Regions from separate parts of the Mus musculus genome. Here all the other regions are linked to region 1. A link is a contact called in public promoter capture Hi-C data. All regions are on one chromosome and are shown on one strand. The core of a region is the stretch at or near the end of the contact, and the rest is flanking DNA. Distances in the headings are between cores, read along the strand shown. Region 1 holds the start of Vnn3 (vanin 3). Region 2 holds the start of Tbpl1 (TATA box binding protein-like 1). Region 3 holds the start of Arg1 (arginase, liver).

Region 1 (3,456 bases), core at 545-3,044:
TTAAGGAAGTTATGCTCAAACCACACTTATTAATAATTTCTAAAATCTCTATTAAAAAAGTTTGTAGTAGTTTACACATGTTTTCTTCTACCAAAAAGAAGTCGTTGTGACCTGAGATGTTAAAAAGAACACTGCAGGGTAAAGGGTCACACACACCATTTTGTTTGACATTCTTGTCTATTCTATAAGGAAAGTAGGGATGGAATTTCATTGCACTCATATTATAGACAGAGAAACATTTGTGCTGTGTACCCATCCACTCAGCTGGGAGGTAGTAAGATGTGGACTCAGAAAGGAAGCTTCCTGTTCAAGCCCCCTGAAACTCCCATGCACCTTACTGACTACTGTGGAACCAAGGTGACGGCACGGTGTTAGCAACACAGGCTCTGGAAGGGTTAGCTTGGGAACCGTTCACAGTTTCCCCAGTGTTCTCCCCTATGGATCCACTCACAAGCCTAACCAGTGTCTTCCTGTAGACTCTCAGGTGGTATATTTATATTATCTAAAAGCTGGCCTTAGATTTTTCAACAGTTTCCAGTTGGACTTCCTTCAGCCGTGATACTCACCCCCTTCTCGCTCTCTTCCCTTTCTCCCTCTCGCCCCTGCCTGCCTGTCTCTGTTTCTCTGTCTCTGTCTATCTCTTATCTCTCTGTCTCTGTGTCTCTCTGTCTCTATCGCTCTGTCTGTCCATCTGTCTGTATCCATGTCTTTACAGACAGTCATAGGTAGTTGTTTTAATGTGTCTCTGGACCTTAGAAACAGTGACTGGAAAAGAAAAAGGAAAAGGAAAAGGAAAAGGAAAAGGAAAAGGAAATGGAAAAGGCAAAGGCAAAGGAAAAGGCAAGGCACACAGGCTCCTTAATCATTTCACTCTTCTTGTGAAGGCTCCTGGGCGAACCCACTGACTTGCACTTGAGAGCTCAAGTTCCAGAAGTACCATTCTCACTTGGCTGAAACTTAGTTAAACATACTTGTGGGGAACAGTTCACATGCTAGATTTTAAAGAGAACTGTTGTCGTAATGAATCAAGTATTCTTAGCCAAAGATATTTGCCACATGAAGGCACAGTGAGTAGCAGACACTATGAAGCATTAGGCCAGTGCCACAGACTGTCTAATCATCAGAAAAAAATAACAAGTCAAGCCTGGTGACATTACTGCTCTATCTCATCGTTAACTCTTTGTTGACAGAGTCATTTACTCTTTGGCATGATGTTACCTCCTAGGGTCTCTACAGGGAATCCAGTTCACTTCAGGGTCTGGTATATCCTCTAGGTAGGGGTAAATGGTCTCCCTGGTGAAGATCCAACCATAGATTCCATCTTCTGGCGTCACAATGATATGTGCACCCTGCTCAAAACAGACATGGAAAGAAAAGTTTCCTCATCATTTTTAAATATCTACATTCTTGTCCAGCTGCAATCAATATCCCATCTCAGACATGAACAAAAGAGTGTTACCTGTCTGGCTGCCAGCTTGATTGCACTCTCCAAAATGTCTATGTTCTTGTTTATCAGGAGCAAAGCCTCTTCAGTGGAAACAGGACTTTCAGTTTTGTTTGGCAGTATAACAGCATGTTCATACACAGCAGCAATAAAAGTGTCCATTGAACCCACAGCCTGGGCAAAGAAGACAAAACTCACTGCCCATTGAGGAAAATGTAATGAAGCCATAATTAAAATAGAGTGATCTCTGAAAATCAGAAGGTTCTTCTACTGTATCTCAGTGGGAAAAAAAAATATTCAGACGCAAGTCGTGATGCCAGCCAGCTGCCTGTGAATATATTATGGAACACGGCATTGAGGAACAGGGTTATGCAAGATTGGCAGAAGTTCAGAATTGCATGAGCATGGGTTTGCAGCAATTGTTGACATTGCTCAGAGGCCAACTCATCTCTAAAAGGGAAATCACTGAACCAACCAGTTGAGTCCATACTAAACGTACTGGTCAAGTTCTTAATTGGTGTATTTTTAAATTAAAGGTATTTTACTAGCACACCAATATTCCCATTAGTACAGTAAATACTGTGGTGTTCTAGAAGACAGCTATCACATCAACAATTTGTTGAGGATTTATACTTATGGCTGCAATAGGGACAAAACAGTCTAAGAAAAGCCTGAGGGTTTTATTTTAATTAGATTTGTTTTGTTTTATTTGTATGGGTATTTTGCCTCTATGTGTGTATCTGTACCAAGTCCATGACTGGTCAGGTCAATCCAGGAAGGTCAGAAGACGGTGTCAGATTTCCCCGTGGAATTGGAGTTTCAGGGGTTATGAGTATTGGTGGTGACAAGGATACTGAGAAACAAATCCAGGTCTTCTGAAAGAACAAGTGTTCCTAACTACTAAACCATTTCTCCAGCCATCCTTTGTTTCATTTGAGAATTTCATACAGGTCTATAATGTGTTTTAGTCAAACACACAAATCCAACCCCCATTCTCACACCTCTTCTCTCTCTCTCTCTCTCTCTCTCTCTCTCTCTCTATATATATATATATATATATATATATATATATATATATATATATATATATATATATATCAGGTCCAAATGAGTCCAGGTTTTCCATAGTTGATGGTAGGGGGAAGGAGTCTCTAGGACAGGAGCCTAGAATAACTTTCCTCTGAGAGGCTCCACCCAGCAGCCAATGGAATGAGATGCAAGACTCATATCAAACATTAGATGGAGCTTGGGGAGCCTTATGGAAGAGCTGTGGGAAGGATTGAGGGACCTGAAGAGAACAAGGACTCCACAGGAAAACCAACAGAGTCAACTAACCTGGACCCTTGGGGGCTCCCAGAGACTGAATCACCAACCAAAGAGCAAGCATAAGCTGGACCTACCTAGGTCCCTGCACGTATGTAGCAGATCTGTAGCTTGGTCATTATGCAGGTCCTCCAACAGAAGAGAGGACTGTCTCTAACTCAGCTGTCTGCCTGCCTGCCTTGTCTGCCTGCCTTTGGATCCTGTTTCCCTAACTGGGCTGCCTTATCTGGCCTCAGTGAGAGAGGATGCACCTAGCCCTGCAGAGACTTGATGTGCAGGAGGCAGAGTAAGGGCTGGGGGTGGGCAATACCTAGAGGGGAACTCCCCTTTCTCAAAGGAGGGAAGAATGCAGAGAGGATTTGCATGAGGGGTACTGGGAAAAAAAGGGGGGCTGACATTGGGATGTAAAGTGAATAAATAAATTTAATAAAAATAAAATAAAATTTGACCAAAGAAAGAAAAACAGAAATAAAACCTTATCTTTCTTCCCCCAGCAGCAACCAATTGCCACCTTCTGCACTGGAGTGAGACTTCAGCAGCCTCTCCTCCATCCTTGCTGAATTTTAGGCAGCTTGATCTAGAGTGGGTCTTATGCAGTCTATAGGTTCTGAGTTTGTGTGTGCCAGGGCCCTCTCATGTCCAATGTGCAAATGCAATTCACTGTAGATGTTCACTATTTCTGGCTTTTA
Region 2 (3,456 bases), core at 649-3,148, 1.1 Mb after region 1:
GGGGTCACCACAACATAAGGAACTGTATTAAAGGGTCTCAGCATTAGGAAGGTTGAGAACGGCCACTTTACAGTGAAGTCAACTAAAACTCTTGCCTCTTTAGCTGTCAGTGCTACAGTGTTAGTAAGATGTTTAGTTTAAGGTACCAGTCCATCATGGCTAGTAGTTCATGGAGCAAGAGTTCCCATCACCCTCCAGGAAGAAATGGGAAAGCAGGGATCAGGGCAAGCAATGTCAGCTAAAGACACACCCATGACCTACTTCTTCCCAGCGGGCCTCACCTACCTTTCATTTCCATGTAACAATGCTGTCATACTGTAATGGCTCTACTGAGAGCAATCCAGTTGTCTCTGAAGGTGCTATCATCGCAGAGAACACTTAAAAGTGCACTTTACTAATCATCTAGGGTGAAAGAATAATCCAATCAGCTAACAATCAAAACCAGCACCACAGCAAGTGGAACTTGCAAGCCAACTATATCCAATTCTATAAGGAAGGCTCCTTGGCTATAACAAAAGGCAGCCCAAAGTAGAGGGCACTTTCCAGGTATCCTGCTGGGCTGCCTGAAGGAAAGTATCAAAGACCTTAGAATCAGTCGCCATTGTTGTAAAATTGCCTTCTAAACAGGGCAGTAGCCCCTAAAAATAGAGCTTTTTCTGGTTATCGGTTTTTTGTTTTTTGTTTTTTTTTTGTTTTTTTTTTTTTTGTTGTTGTTTTTTAAACCATACCCCGTTGCTCTCCATTTGGGAGAGAATCCAAACTCCTGTCTGCAAGGTGCAGATGAGTTTGGGTCTTCGTTCCCCTCCAACTTTATCTTGTCACTTTCTCCTAGCTATACTCGCCATGCCCTATTCCTATTAACACCTCCACGCCCCAGTGTAGCCAGCCCCAGTGTAGCCAGACCACAACATCCTCTTTTCCTCTCCTCTCAGGGCCATCCCTTCTAAATCTGTCAAAATCAGTCACCATAGGCATGACTTTCTCACCCAGCTTCTTGTTCGTCCTATCCCACACAAAGTACACCTATTTAATATTGCTCAAAAAAATAAATAAATAAAAGTGAGAACTGAAGCAAATCTGTCCTTCAGGGCTTTAAAACGTTCGAGTGCGCTGTGTGTGTGTGTGTGTGTGTGTGTGTGTGTTGTGCGCGCGTTTTCACACTTTAAGAGTAGGGAGGAGAGATAAAGAGGCATCCTTGGCTATCCCTCAAATACTTAAACTTCCCTACTAGGTGTGCACGTCTAAACCCTGTGATGACAGTCTAAGTCATTCTCAAAAGGCCAAGTGGCTCCAGTCAGAGGCCAAGCCACCTAAGGAAACGGCTCACGTGACCTTTAACCCGCTGGCCTCCACCACCGGCCAGAGCGAGCCCACAAGGGCAAGAGCTGGGTCGCGCGGGCGGCTGCGCTCCGGCCGTTATGAGCCTCGCTCCTCGGGCAGCACGGCCCAAGCCATCCCGAGGGCGCACTCCGCCCGGTGCGGCCGTTCAAGCCAGCGAGTGTGCGTCGCCAGCGTCCTGCTAGCCCTGTTGCTCCCGCCACGCCGCCGGGGGCCCTCGATGAGTAAGGCCGGGATCCCCGTCACCCCGGGGTCACGACTAAGGGCCCAGTGGCTGCTAGCTGAGCTCGTCGGTACAGGCGGTTGGGTGCCAGGCACAGTTCTGGTTTACAGGAAAATGAAAGCCCATTTGTGTCATGCTGCTCGCCAACGAGGAGCTGGAAAATAAACCGGGGGCTTCAAATCCACCCCGGGCGGGCGAGCTCAGGGAAGCGCAGCCCGGGTACCCAGCGCCCTCCGGCCACTTCCGCCTCGCCCAGCCCGCGGGCAGGAGGAGGACTTCGCCAGCGGCTTCGGGAAGGCGGAAGGAGCTAGGGGTTGGGGCGGAGAGGGGAGCAGCGAGAACCGGAAGTGAGTGGCTAGCCGGGATCCCCGGAGCTCCTGGGTCCGGCGGCGCTCTAGCCGCCTCGTGCCGCCTCTATGCCCCCGTGCGTCTAGTCTATTTATTGTCGCGGGGGAAGCGGCGGCCGCCCTGTACCCGGAACAACAAAGCGAGAAACCGAGCTCGAGCCTTGGGGGGCTCCTAGCAACGGGCCTGGGCGGGAGTTCCATGGAGACTGGGGAGCGGACCCGTTTTATCTTCATCCTTGTCCTCCAGCTTCTTCTCCGCGTCCGACGCAACCAGCAGCAGCGCTGCCGCCGTGTCCTTTACGACCGCCCCGTCTTCCCACGGTAACCCCGTCGGCGGTCCGGGGATGGGGGTGCGGGGCCCGCGGGGCCTGGAGCTGCCGCGGGGCGTCTCCGCGCCGGTTGGGCTGCGGGGAAGCTGTGCGAGGCGGGGACCCGAGCACGGGAGCGCCGCGGGCCACCGGCTAGTGGAGAGGACGGGCCAAGCGGCTCGGGCATCCCAGTAGGGATAACGGGGTGGGGGTGGGGCGCGCCTGCCTCGCGGTGGAAGGCGGGCAGGGATGGACCGGGTTCTGGAGCCCGCTCCCGGGGGAAAGAGGGACCGTGACACTAAGCGAGGGGTCGGTGGCTTCTCGGAAAACTTGGAGCAGCTGCGCGAAGGCTCCCCTAAATAGCGGCGCCGGCGCCTCTCGCTTCTGGCACTTGCCGGGAGCCCCACTCTATAATAATAGTAGTGGCCGAATTAAGCTTCGGCAAGAAGGATCTGGAACGCGGGAAGATAGAAATGAATTGTGAATAGGGTTGAGCAGGGATGAGAGGTGGGAAGGTGGGGGGCGGTAATCGCTTCATAATCGTCTGGACGGGTCCTAGAAGTATATAAAATGGGAAATGACTGAAATAGAAAACACTCCCTTTGCTGAGCTAGCTGTGCATCTGCAGGCTCTGCCAGGGTGTACATTGCACCGAGTGTCAAGCTGCAGCCAGTCCACATCTGTGAGCTTTACTGCATCTGTCACCTGCAGAGCGAGACTGGCAGTGACTAGTGTGAGCTTGGCATACTTGTGGTTAAGAAGAATGGCTTAGAATTGCGACTTGTGTGTGAAGCCATAACAGATTCCCTTAGGTAATTGAAAAAGGGAAATGTAAATAAGGAGGGCATTCAATCTTCTGGCTAGAATTTGCAGTCTCTTTCCAAGTTTGAGAAAACAGCAGTCCGTTCAAATCAAGAAGTGACTTTTAGCACTGTCTGATTGAAAGAATTATTTAGGGTTTGGATACGCCCCGTGAAATATTCATCAGTTTGTGTTCTAAAGCCTTGCATCACAGACCACTGGTTTTATACTTTGCTAAACCATATTAGGTTGGGTGTGGTGGCACATGCCTGGGATCCCAGCCTCTGGGAGGCTGAGGCAGGAGAACGTGAGTCCAAGGCCTGCTTAGGGGTATAATAGTACGTGTCTCAAAAAACAAAACAAAACTGAACTTCCCATCAGTAAGTGAAGTATGTCTGTGGTCCGGAAAGGTTACGTTCTACGGTGATAACATTTTTAT
Region 3 (3,456 bases), core at 499-2,998, 1.1 Mb before region 1:
TGGAATTTGTGGGCCAGCACCAAGAGGCCCAAAGAAAGAGAAAGTTTAAATTAAATAGAAGAAAATGTAGAGGTATTGACAGGTGGTGGTATCACACACCTTTAATCCCAGCACTCAGGAGGCAGTGACAGATTGCTATCTGTGAGTTCAAGGTTAGCCTGGTCTATAGGGCTAGTTCTAGGGTAGCCAGAGCCACACAAAGAAAACATGTCTCCAAAAAGCAAACAAAAATGTAGAGGTGCACATTTGGGATCTGGGAGCAGGTAAAACTTAAATTCCTAGCTAGCTTCAAATATATAGGAAAATTCTATCTTACATAAATCAATTTTTTAAAAAAATCTATAACCGTATATCAGAAAAACATAGTAAGATGAAAAATATATTTGAAAAGGAGGTATCAAAATGGTCCTGAGGGACTTTGGCTTCTTGATTTATTCATTCAATAAATGCAATACATTTATTCAATCAATAAGTCAATGTTTATTTTGTACTGAACGATTCTATGTACTGATGGTAGAGGGAACAGAATCTTTCTTGAGGTATTAAAATTCTGGGTGCTTTTTGTCCTCACAAGGTTAAAGAAATTTACTTCTGACATGTGGGTTTTCTTTTTAAAATTATAATCATGTAACTTTGTAACTGGGAGAATACTTGGTTGTGTTTCTTCTAAATTAATACTTTTAAAAATATTTCTTTAGTGTTGGGGGTGGCTTTACACAGGGACCGGACCACATCACCCACGTGGAGGTCAGAGATCAACTTGGAGGAGTTGACTCTTTCCTTGCACCAAATGGGTTCTTCGGGTCAAACTCGGGTCATCGGGCTTGGTGTTACCGGCTGGCCTCTCTCATCTGCCCTAGATCTCAGGGGGCCCTGCTGACACTCTGCTGGTGTGTAGATTAGAATCGCGGCAGCTCGGCGGGTGCAGAATGCCCATTGCTCCGTTTCGATTCTTCTGCAACCTGTATGTGACTAGCAACCTCACCAAGCTGCAGTCTCTTCCTGGGCAAAACAGCATAAGAATGATTCTCAGTCTGAAGTTAGTTTAAAGAGGAAACAGGAAGCGAAAGAACATTAACTAGAATAGCACTTGGCACACGACAAAGACAACTCATATTAGCTAGTTTGCTTTCCCTATCTTGGGATATCATGATTCCAAAAATGAGATTTTCCTGGAGACTGTATTTCAAAAATAGAACTGCTTTGGGTTGTCAGGGAAATAAATGATGCCTTCCTGTAAATAATAATAATAATAACAACAACAACAATATAAAACAAAAACCAGCCCCATGCTTTCCTAGACAGTGTAACCTGGTGACACATGAAATGTGTCTCACTTTCCCCAGAACTTGAAGCCTTGACTCAGGATGCTCAACAGGAGGGAAGTAAGAGACACCCCCCCCACCCCCTCACCCCCCCCCCCCACTTGCTGTTTTAGCCTCACCTTGCAAGTCCCCAGTGGACTTAAATCCTGGAAAAGGTGAGCACCCTGCCCTGAGGTGCCCAGGCCGGAAGCCTAGCACTTCACATGAGGTTATGAAATCACACATAATTGTCAATTGTCTGAGGAGAGATTAATGTCATCCAGCTGGCTTTTTCAAAAGGGTGTGAACTGGACGGATGAATAATGCTCAGAGGGAAGAATGGTAGTTCCTCTGATGGGGAGGTTCTGTTGACTCTGTCATTCTTCCATTCGGTGGGCGGAGCCAGTTGTTGGATAAACAGATCCAACCTGATTATAAGGGGGGAAAAAGATGTGCCCTCTGTCTTTTAGGGTTACGGCCGGTGGAGAGGAGCTGGACAGCCCGAGCACATGCAGCAGCAGCAGCCGCTGGAACCCAGAGAGAGCATGAGCTCCAAGCCAAAGTCCTTAGAGATTATCGGAGCGCCTTTCTCAAAAGGACAGGTGAGTTTGGCTTTGAATGACTGGAATTTATTGGGAAGTGTTACATTTTAACACTTGCCAGGCATCGTGGTCTAGCTGCAAGCTGGAAATGTTACATTCTTAACACTTAACAGGCGTTGCCTTGGGGCTACAAGCTTCCCAGCACCATCTGGGCTCCAGGTGCTAGAGCTCAAGTCTCTTCACCACTGTGTGGCATAGTATGCTTGCCGACTTTTGGATCCTGCCAAAGTCCATTTCAAGACAAAGAGTCACTACAAAGCTTGAAGAAAAACCCTCTGGATGTAGATCACCTGTGTCTGGGCTGCAGTTTCTCTCATAGTTACGGTGGCTCTTGGTGCTTTTGATGTTTTCTGAGTATGGAGTGAGAGATTGTAAGAAAACACATTAGTCTGGTTACGTAATTCATGCTTAGAAAAATGTAATGGGTGGTGGTAGGTAGCCTTTAGGCTTGTTTTAATTTGGATAACTTAAATAATAGAGCTTTTGCAAGTTTGCGAAGAATTCATGGTATTTTGAGCTTAATGATTTTGAGTATTAGTTGGGGGGGGGAGATGGGGGGGGAGGTGGGGGGTTTACATCTCTCTTTAAGGAGAACAAATAAAACAATACATCAGGTCTGCACGACTAATGGATCCATAAATCTCTGCCTAGCCCGCCTAAGTGACTCACGCATGTCAGCACTGCCTAAATGCGCTCCTCATTCCCCGTCTGCGTGGATACGCTCAGGCTGCTAATTAGAATGAGATAGCAGGATGCCTTAGGCTCCAACTCTCTGTGTTTAAAAAGGACGGGGGGAATCCAAGCCAAGCAAGGTGGTGTGTGACTCCTGGGTCCTTTTGTTTTACGTGGGGTCTTTCTCTTGGCTTTTAGACTCAGGCAGCCTTTAGCCTTTTAAACTGTGGAACCTAAAGATATAATCTGCCCCCCGCCCCCCCCCACACACACACCCTCTTCACTATACAAATTGTGGAAGGTTGGAGACCCAGACTGTATTTGGTATCAGTAATAGCATTTCACCTTCTATGGAAAAATCTCCACAGAGCTCTCCCAGAACACTAGAATATGGGGGTATTTTGTTGATTCATGATGCCTTTAAAACCACAATATGGCCGGGCGTGGTGGCGCACGCCTTTAATCCTAGCACTCGGGAGGCAGAGGCAGGTGGATCTCTGAGTTCGAGGCCAGCCTGGTCTACAAAGTGAGTTCCAGGATACCCAGGGCTATACAGAGAAACCCTGTCTCGAAAAACCAAAACAAACAAACAAACAAAAAATCACAATATGGGTCTGGATAAGTGGCTCAGTGGTTAAGAGCACTTGCTCCTCTTTGAGAAGACAAGGGTTCAGTTCCCATCCCCCACACCAGACGGCTCACAGTTGCCCATAGCTCAAGTTCCAGAGAACTCAGCACCATGTTCTGCCTCCATGAGCCACCCCCACATGCACACACACATAATGAAGCAAACATTTAAAAAAAAATCCATAATATGCTTACCTGTTCTTTTGTTTTAAAATTTTTACTTTTCTTCTTAAGTGTGTGTGTGTGTGTTT

Evidence for each region. Promoter capture Hi-C pulls out the DNA fragments that hold promoters and counts their contacts.
Region 2: a contact with region 1 is called in a promoter capture Hi-C map of stem cell-derived epiblast-like cells, with 7 times the contacts expected there. The contact joins the promoter of Tbpl1 here to the promoter of Vnn3 in region 1. A contact is called at or near these places in 10 of 39 promoter capture datasets (the 3T3-L1 cell line, 3T3-L1-derived adipocytes, embryonic stem cells and 4 more) and 1 of 115 datasets of contacts at active chromatin or transcription factors (pancreatic cancer cells).
Region 3: a promoter capture Hi-C map of liver shows a contact between it and region 1, with 2.8 times the contacts expected there. The contact joins the promoter of Arg1 here to the promoter of Vnn3 in region 1. A contact is called at or near these places in 2 of 39 promoter capture datasets (both in liver).

What each region holds. Positions count from the first base shown.
Region 1 is chr10:23,849,800-23,853,255 of GRCm38.p6, reverse strand. Vnn3 (vanin 3) reads right to left here and starts at 1,794. Exons shown (of 7, transcript NM_011979.2): 1 at 1,460-1,794; 2 at 1,219-1,349. The coding sequence starts at 1,672.
Region 2 is chr10:22,729,889-22,733,344 of GRCm38.p6, reverse strand. Tbpl1 (TATA box binding protein-like 1) reads left to right here and starts at 1,898. Exons shown (of 7, transcript NM_011603.5): 1 at 1,898-2,229.
Region 3 is chr10:24,925,762-24,929,217 of GRCm38.p6, reverse strand. Arg1 (arginase, liver) reads left to right here and starts at 1,748. Exons shown (of 8, transcript NM_007482.3): 1 at 1,748-1,906. The coding sequence starts at 1,850. It overlaps Gm40616 (a long non-coding RNA gene), which reads right to left. Exons shown (of 4, transcript XR_001779741.2): 2 at 3,401-3,456; 3 at 1,445-2,256.